2 separate regions of the Bos taurus genome follow, and region 2 is linked to region 1. The links are chromatin contacts, called in public Hi-C maps. All regions are on one chromosome and are shown on one strand. Each heading gives the region's core, a stretch centred on a gene start, on an enhancer-like site or on the middle of the called end of the contact. The rest is flanking DNA. Distances are from core to core; before and after follow the strand shown.

Region 1 (3,019 bases), core at 256-2,755:
TGAGGCTGATGAGGTGGTCAGGAGAGATCTTTCTGAGAAAGTTGACATTTAAGTTCTTTCCTGAATGAGAAGGAGCCAGCCACGTGAGGGCTGGGGAGCAGCCGTCCTGACTAAGGGATACAGTGAGTGTAAATGGCATTGGTGGGAACGTGATGAGTATATGCACAGACTATAAAGAAGGCCTGTGCTGCTGGAGCTCAGGGAGCCCAGGGCACGTGGCTGGAGGTGAGGTCAGAGGACTTTGGACTTTATTCTGCGGGTTCTGGGTGAGCTGGGGTGTGATTCAGAGCACCAACCGCAGAGACTTGTTTGAAATCTAACCTATTGAGTGGTCTTCAACAAGTTTTTTGACTTCTCTGTGCCTAATTTTAACGTCTCCAAAGTGAGAATAATGATCGTTTCTTCCTCCTGGGATTGCTGTGAGGATTAAATGATATCAAAATATGTGTGAAGTAGTCAGCAGAGTGTCTCCATGCTGCTGTTTTTTTATCATCAGTATCTAGGTTCAGTTCCATCACACGTGCTACCCCCACGTCATCATCAGTACCCTCAAGTTACAGATGAGAACACTTAGAAATAGAGGGTGGTTTTGAAATCAGAATATAGGCATCTTGATTTTGGAGCCATCATTCTTTTTGCAGTGTATTCTGCAACATGAGCTCCCAGAGTGACACCTCTCTGATCTGAATCTCTTTAGCTCAGAGCTCAGTTGTATGCCCCTGCGAATGTGAGAAAATTATCAGTAAAGGTTACCATGTGTGGTAGGGAGGCTCCATGCCTGTCTTCTCCCCACACCTGGGACCCTACACCCGAAAGCGTTAGTGTGCACATCAGAATGCAGAGAGGAGGAAGGAGCTGACTGTATTTTGGGGATCTTGTAAGGCACTGAATAGCTTCAGACACTGAAACTCTTCCTTAATTGCAGCAAATGGGGCCCTACAAAATATAAGTAAATGAAATCCAGGGATTATCCCAGATTTTTTTCTAATCCGACTTTTAGTGAAGGTATTAACCAGGACCCCACTCCCCCCACCCCCAGCCCTGAGTTGAATTTCCCTCTCCTCCACCTCTTCCTGCCTTTGCCTGGCCCCTTCTGGTGTAAGCCATGGCAGAGGTAAGGATCACGAAGTGAGAGAAACAAATGAGAAGCCAGGAGGTAGGAAGTCCACCTGCTCGCCCTGCCCGTGTTCCTCGGCCCCCGCAGCGCCTCCCCCACCGGCACTGATGGCCGGCTCCATGTCTCTTGCAGAATGTGAGCACCTGATCCGCCACATGCTGGTGTTGGACCCCAACAAGCGCCTCTCCATGGAGCAGATCTGCAAGCACAAGTGGATGAAGCTAGGGGATGCGGACCCCAACTTCGATAGGGTGAGCGGGCCTCCACTCGCCCCCAGGAAAGCCTGTTCGGGCTGCTGCAGGCTCTTTTGCATAAGATTGTAACCAGGCCAGGACCTAGAAGGGCAGGCCTGGATGCAGGCTGTTGTGTAATCCTGAAGCAAGTAAAGCCAGCAAGAAGGAAGCTCAACCAGCTGAGCTGTTGCGGAATAGTGATACCAGTTCCTGACCGCATGTCCTCACATCCGGGTCCCTTCCCGGGTCTTGGGACAGTACAGCCTCTTCCCACGGGATTGTTCACCTACTCTTATCTCTCGCTGTGCACAGTCCAACAGATCCTGCAGCATTCCTTTATTTAAATCATCGTAGCCATCCCAGGTACCCCAGGAGCTCAGGAAAATAGTGGCCTAGCCATCTTATCTGCTCCTAGCTGAGTACCCAGGGCTTTCTTGCTTAGGCTTCATCTAAGGCCAAAAATATCACAAGCTAGGGAGCATGGAACAGCTTGTTCATTATATATGATCTGCCATCTTGACGTAGTTAATTGGGAGTTTGATAGCTTGCCTTTTTTTGTTACAGTTAATAGCCGAATGCCAGCAGCTGAAGGAAGAAAGGCAGATGGACCCTCTGAATGAGGATGTCCTCTTAGCCATGGAAAACATGGGACTGGACAAAGAGCGGACACTGCAGGTACCTAAGTGAGCAGAGGCCGGGGTGGGGGCTGCTCTCCCTCTGCCCTGTCTTTCCCATGTATCCTTCTTCCTGGGAACCTGGATCTTTTCATTTTCCTCCCATTCTTCCTCTGCCCCTTGAAAAGAAGGCGCTTTATTATTCTACTATTACTTTTAAAAGAGTTTTGGTCATTGATGTGCTGTTTCACCAGGGTTTTTTGCTCTTTCCCCTTTTGTCTCGGTAGTCGTTAAGATCAGATGCCTATGATCACTATAGTGCAATCTACAGCCTGCTGTGTGACCGGCATAAGAGACATAAAACCCTGCGTGTTGGAGTACCTCCTGGCATGCCCCGAACCATGGGCTTCCAGCCGCCAGTCAACCTCCAGGTGGGTGATAACTCCAGTGATCAGATTCAGGACTAGTAACGTGGAGAGGGGTGGTGGTTATCCATCGCTCTCTAACGCCAGATCATGCTTATCCGTCGGCTTACCTGCTCTTCTTACCCATCGCCTCCCACCTGCCATCTCTTCCTTTGTCAGAGGCCAAGCAAAGAACTCAGTCTTTCTTTGATAGAGTGGGTGGAAGAGTATTCCAGCACTTGGAAGGGACACCAATAGTTGAGTTTTTTTTTTTAAGAAACCGTAAATCATTGTGAGAGACTGTCTTCGCTAAAGAATACTTCCTTGTAGCTTCTAAGAGCAGAGGAACCAAAAACTCAAAAGTAGAAACATAGACTTTAGCCATCAAGAATGTTTTGAAAGCCTCTATGATTTCCCTCTGGTGTTGAAAAGCCTGTATGTGTGTGTGCTGCTTTCCAGGCGGAGCAGGCTGGTACCACTATGAACATCAGCGTCCCCCAGGTGCAGCTCATCAACCCAGAGAATCAAATCGTGGAGGCAAGTAGCAGCCCCTGGTGGCTGTCAACTGAACCTACTTTCTTTCCCGTAGCCTCGTTGCCTTTCTTTACTACTTCTATGTATTTTCTTATTTATTCATTTCCCCATTTATTT
Region 2 (3,019 bases), core at 388-2,887, 250 kb before region 1:
AGGAGGCCTGCTACCTGAGTTTTCTGAATTTACTTGCTACTCTAATTTTCTCCTTGTCACCATTTCTAGGATCTGTAGTCTAGAGTGTAGTTATTCTGTAGCAACAGGAAGAATGCCCTGGTAAATCCCGCTAACAGCTGTTTCATACCTTTTGTTCTAGGTGTATACAAAACTTCCCATAGCCTCAGCAGTGGTGGATGGAAATGATATCTGGGACAGGGAAAGCGTTTATCAGGGGTAAGGACCAGCAGTCAAGGAGGAAATCAAGTCTTCAGGCTCCTATGGCCCTGTGAATTTCTTAGCTTTTCCTCAATCATGTCAACAAGTTTGGTGAAGGCTCCAAAGTTTCAGTTGAATAAATTGCCTGAACACTCTTAACAGTGGTGGAAAGAAGGGTAGATAAGGCTGCTGCTGTCTTTGCCTCAACTCAGACTTATTGAATTAGAATCCCTGAGGCGAATTTCCTGAGCGATTATTACACCTATCATTACAGGCACTAAAGATGAAGAACCTTTGTACTGATTTACACCCTTTTCTTTGGTTACATCCAGGCCACAAGCTTATAAACCTTGAAGTTTTTATCATCATTAAGTTTCCTTTGATTTACTTGTCACTTAGCTAGATTGCTGGTTATTGTGTCTCTTCCAAAACAGGAGACTGAAAAATCCTTTCCACCATAGGAAATCCTAAAGGAGATTCAGTTTCCAATTCATTAAGGTGAATTCAGGATTAAGGACAATCAATTTTTCTCCCTACCCCCATAGCTTCATCCCCACTGTATTAAAGATGCAAAGAGAACACCTGTCTCTTGTTTTCAGAGAAGATAAGTGTTGCCTATGGCAACCAACAGACCGCTTGAGATTTACTGCTGCAGGTTCCCTAAGCAACCCTGGCAGCCATCTTTGCAGGGACTCTTCAGCGGGCCAGGGCCACGGATAATCTAGATCTACCGCATCATGGGCTACCACTTGTTTCTGAATTTCCCGGGAGCCATAAGGGACTCAACCAACCTATTCATCAGAGAAAGAGCTAAGGGACCTCTGTCTCCTTTAGGTCCCTGGGGCAAGATAGAACACAGAGAAGGCTTTCTTTGGAAAAAGCAGAGGCAACAGCTGCTCTGGGTATAGGCAAATGGCAAGAATTACCTGGGAGGAAGTCTCCCTACCCAGCCCTTAGTCTGGCACAGAGGTGTTAAAAAGGGCTCTTTTTAAACTCAATTGGCACTTTGGGTGTCGGAGAATTGCTCCTTGAATGTTTACTCTCTGACTTGTGGGCTAAGAGGCATCTTTCAGTATTTAAACAGGCCTGGTGAACAACTTCAAGGGCCAGTGGCCACCTCCTCTGTGATGCCAGTGAATCCAGTCTACTGAACTTGTCATTATCTGAAATGACTCTGTATTAGGTGAACTTTCTGCTGGCCTTTTATGGCTCACTTGATAATACAGGGACCCCAGCACTCTACAAATCCCACTTCATTCCAATGTTCCTGGACACTCCATAGGCTAACATCCTCCATCCCCAAAATATCCACAATGCTCGATCAAGAGCTGCAGCTGCTCTGAGCTGGTCTATGAACACCGCCTCCTACCATGCCGCCTGGCATGGCAGTTTCTGCTGGGGACTGTCACTGCTCTGAAGGGAACAGTACACACACTGTTGCAGCAGCCCTTGCTGGAAACTGACACCTCTGCAGGCTGGCACTGCCACGACCCTGCTCTTTCTTCTGGGTTCTCTGGGTCTTTCCCATTGCTCCGCTGGGCACCTACTAAGTATCAAAGCAGCACCTGGTCCGTAGCGGAGTGGGGAGTAATTTCTACCGCTCTCTGTGTTATGTACTCAGAGAGGGGTCCTCAAACTGTGTGAACCCCAGTGTGTTATAGAGATAAGGAAACAGCTTTTTAAATGTCTACAGACTTGTCATTTCTCTGAGGCCTGGGTTTTCATTTAAGTGTTTAGGGCAATGTTGCATCTGAGTAACAACAATCAGACTCCACCTAGGTGACCAAGGCACTAATTCTTGGTGAGCCTATCACACCTGACTCCATAGTCCCCTAGGAGGAGGTCTCTCAAATGAGGCACCACAGGCTTCTCACAGAAAGACTTCCTCAAAGCCACCTTACATGCTAACCAGACACATCCAGCTGTATCTGAGACACCTGCAGCAGAAGAGACGAGAACCCAATTAATCCTGTGCAGCCTTTCAAGTTTGTGAGCCTTATTTATAGGCTTCCCAGGTGGCTCAGCGGTAAAGAATCTACCTGGCAACGTGGAAGACACAGGAGACACAGGTTCAATCCTTGGGTTGGAAGGATCCCCTGGAGGAGGGCACGGCAAGCCACTCCAGTATTCTTACCTGGAGAATCCCATGGACAGAGGAGCCTGGCGGGCTACAGTCCATAGGGTCGCAAAGGTTCAGATGTGACTGAGCGTGCATGCACATACACACACACACGCCTTATCTATATTTATAAGATCACAAGATACTGGAGACCAGAGACCATGTTTTCCGATTCTTTCCCATCTGTAACATTAGCACAGTCTCACAACTATCTGAACCTTAAGCAAAACAAACCCACACAACTCTTCATAATTTACAAAGCAGTTTTAAAACATTATCTCATTTAGTTTTTACAACCACCCTGTGGCTAGGGTATTAGTAGCCTCATTTTGCAGCCGAGATGCTCCATGCTGTCCAAGGTCACCAAGATACTCAGCCGTGAAGCTGAGCCTTGACCTCTGTTTACTGACTCCAGTCTCTTCCATCACTGCACTGCTGGTGCATTGGGAACACCCACAGCACTCACAGGGCTTCCCTGGGGGCTCAAACTGTAACAAATCTGCCTGCAATGCCTGAGACCTGGGTTTGATCCCTGGGTTGGGAAGATCCCCTGGAGTGGGGGATGTCTACCCACTCCAGTATTCTTGCCTGAAGAATTCCATGGACAGAGGAGCCTGGCAGGCTCCAGTCCATGGGGCCGCAAAGAGTCAGACACGACTGAGCGACTAACACACACACAGT

The links. A called contact is a pair of places that touch in the nucleus more often than the background predicts.
Region 2: a Hi-C map of skin fibroblasts shows a contact between it and region 1, with 8 times the contacts expected there. The contact joins two enhancer-like sites. A contact is called at or near these places in 5 of 11 Hi-C or Micro-C datasets (blastocyst, liver, skeletal muscle and 2 more).

What each region holds. Positions count from the first base shown.
Region 1 is chr15:27,542,812-27,545,830 of ARS-UCD2.0, reverse strand. It overlaps SIK3 (SIK family kinase 3), which reads left to right. Exons shown (of 24, transcript XM_010812395.3): 7 at 1,250-1,368; 8 at 1,915-2,025; 9 at 2,252-2,395; 10 at 2,828-2,905. Among named protein-coding and RNA genes, the nearest start is that of APOA1, 39 kb to the right of the region's middle. Within about 2 kb of position 1,505, at least 7 of the 102 cell types and tissues checked have an H3K27ac peak or open chromatin away from gene starts, as enhancers often do.
Region 2 is chr15:27,790,244-27,793,262 of ARS-UCD2.0, reverse strand. No RefSeq gene overlaps it. Among named protein-coding and RNA genes, the nearest start is that of SIK3, 14 kb to the right of the region's middle. Within about 2 kb of position 1,637, at least 13 of the 102 cell types and tissues checked have an H3K27ac peak or open chromatin away from gene starts, as enhancers often do.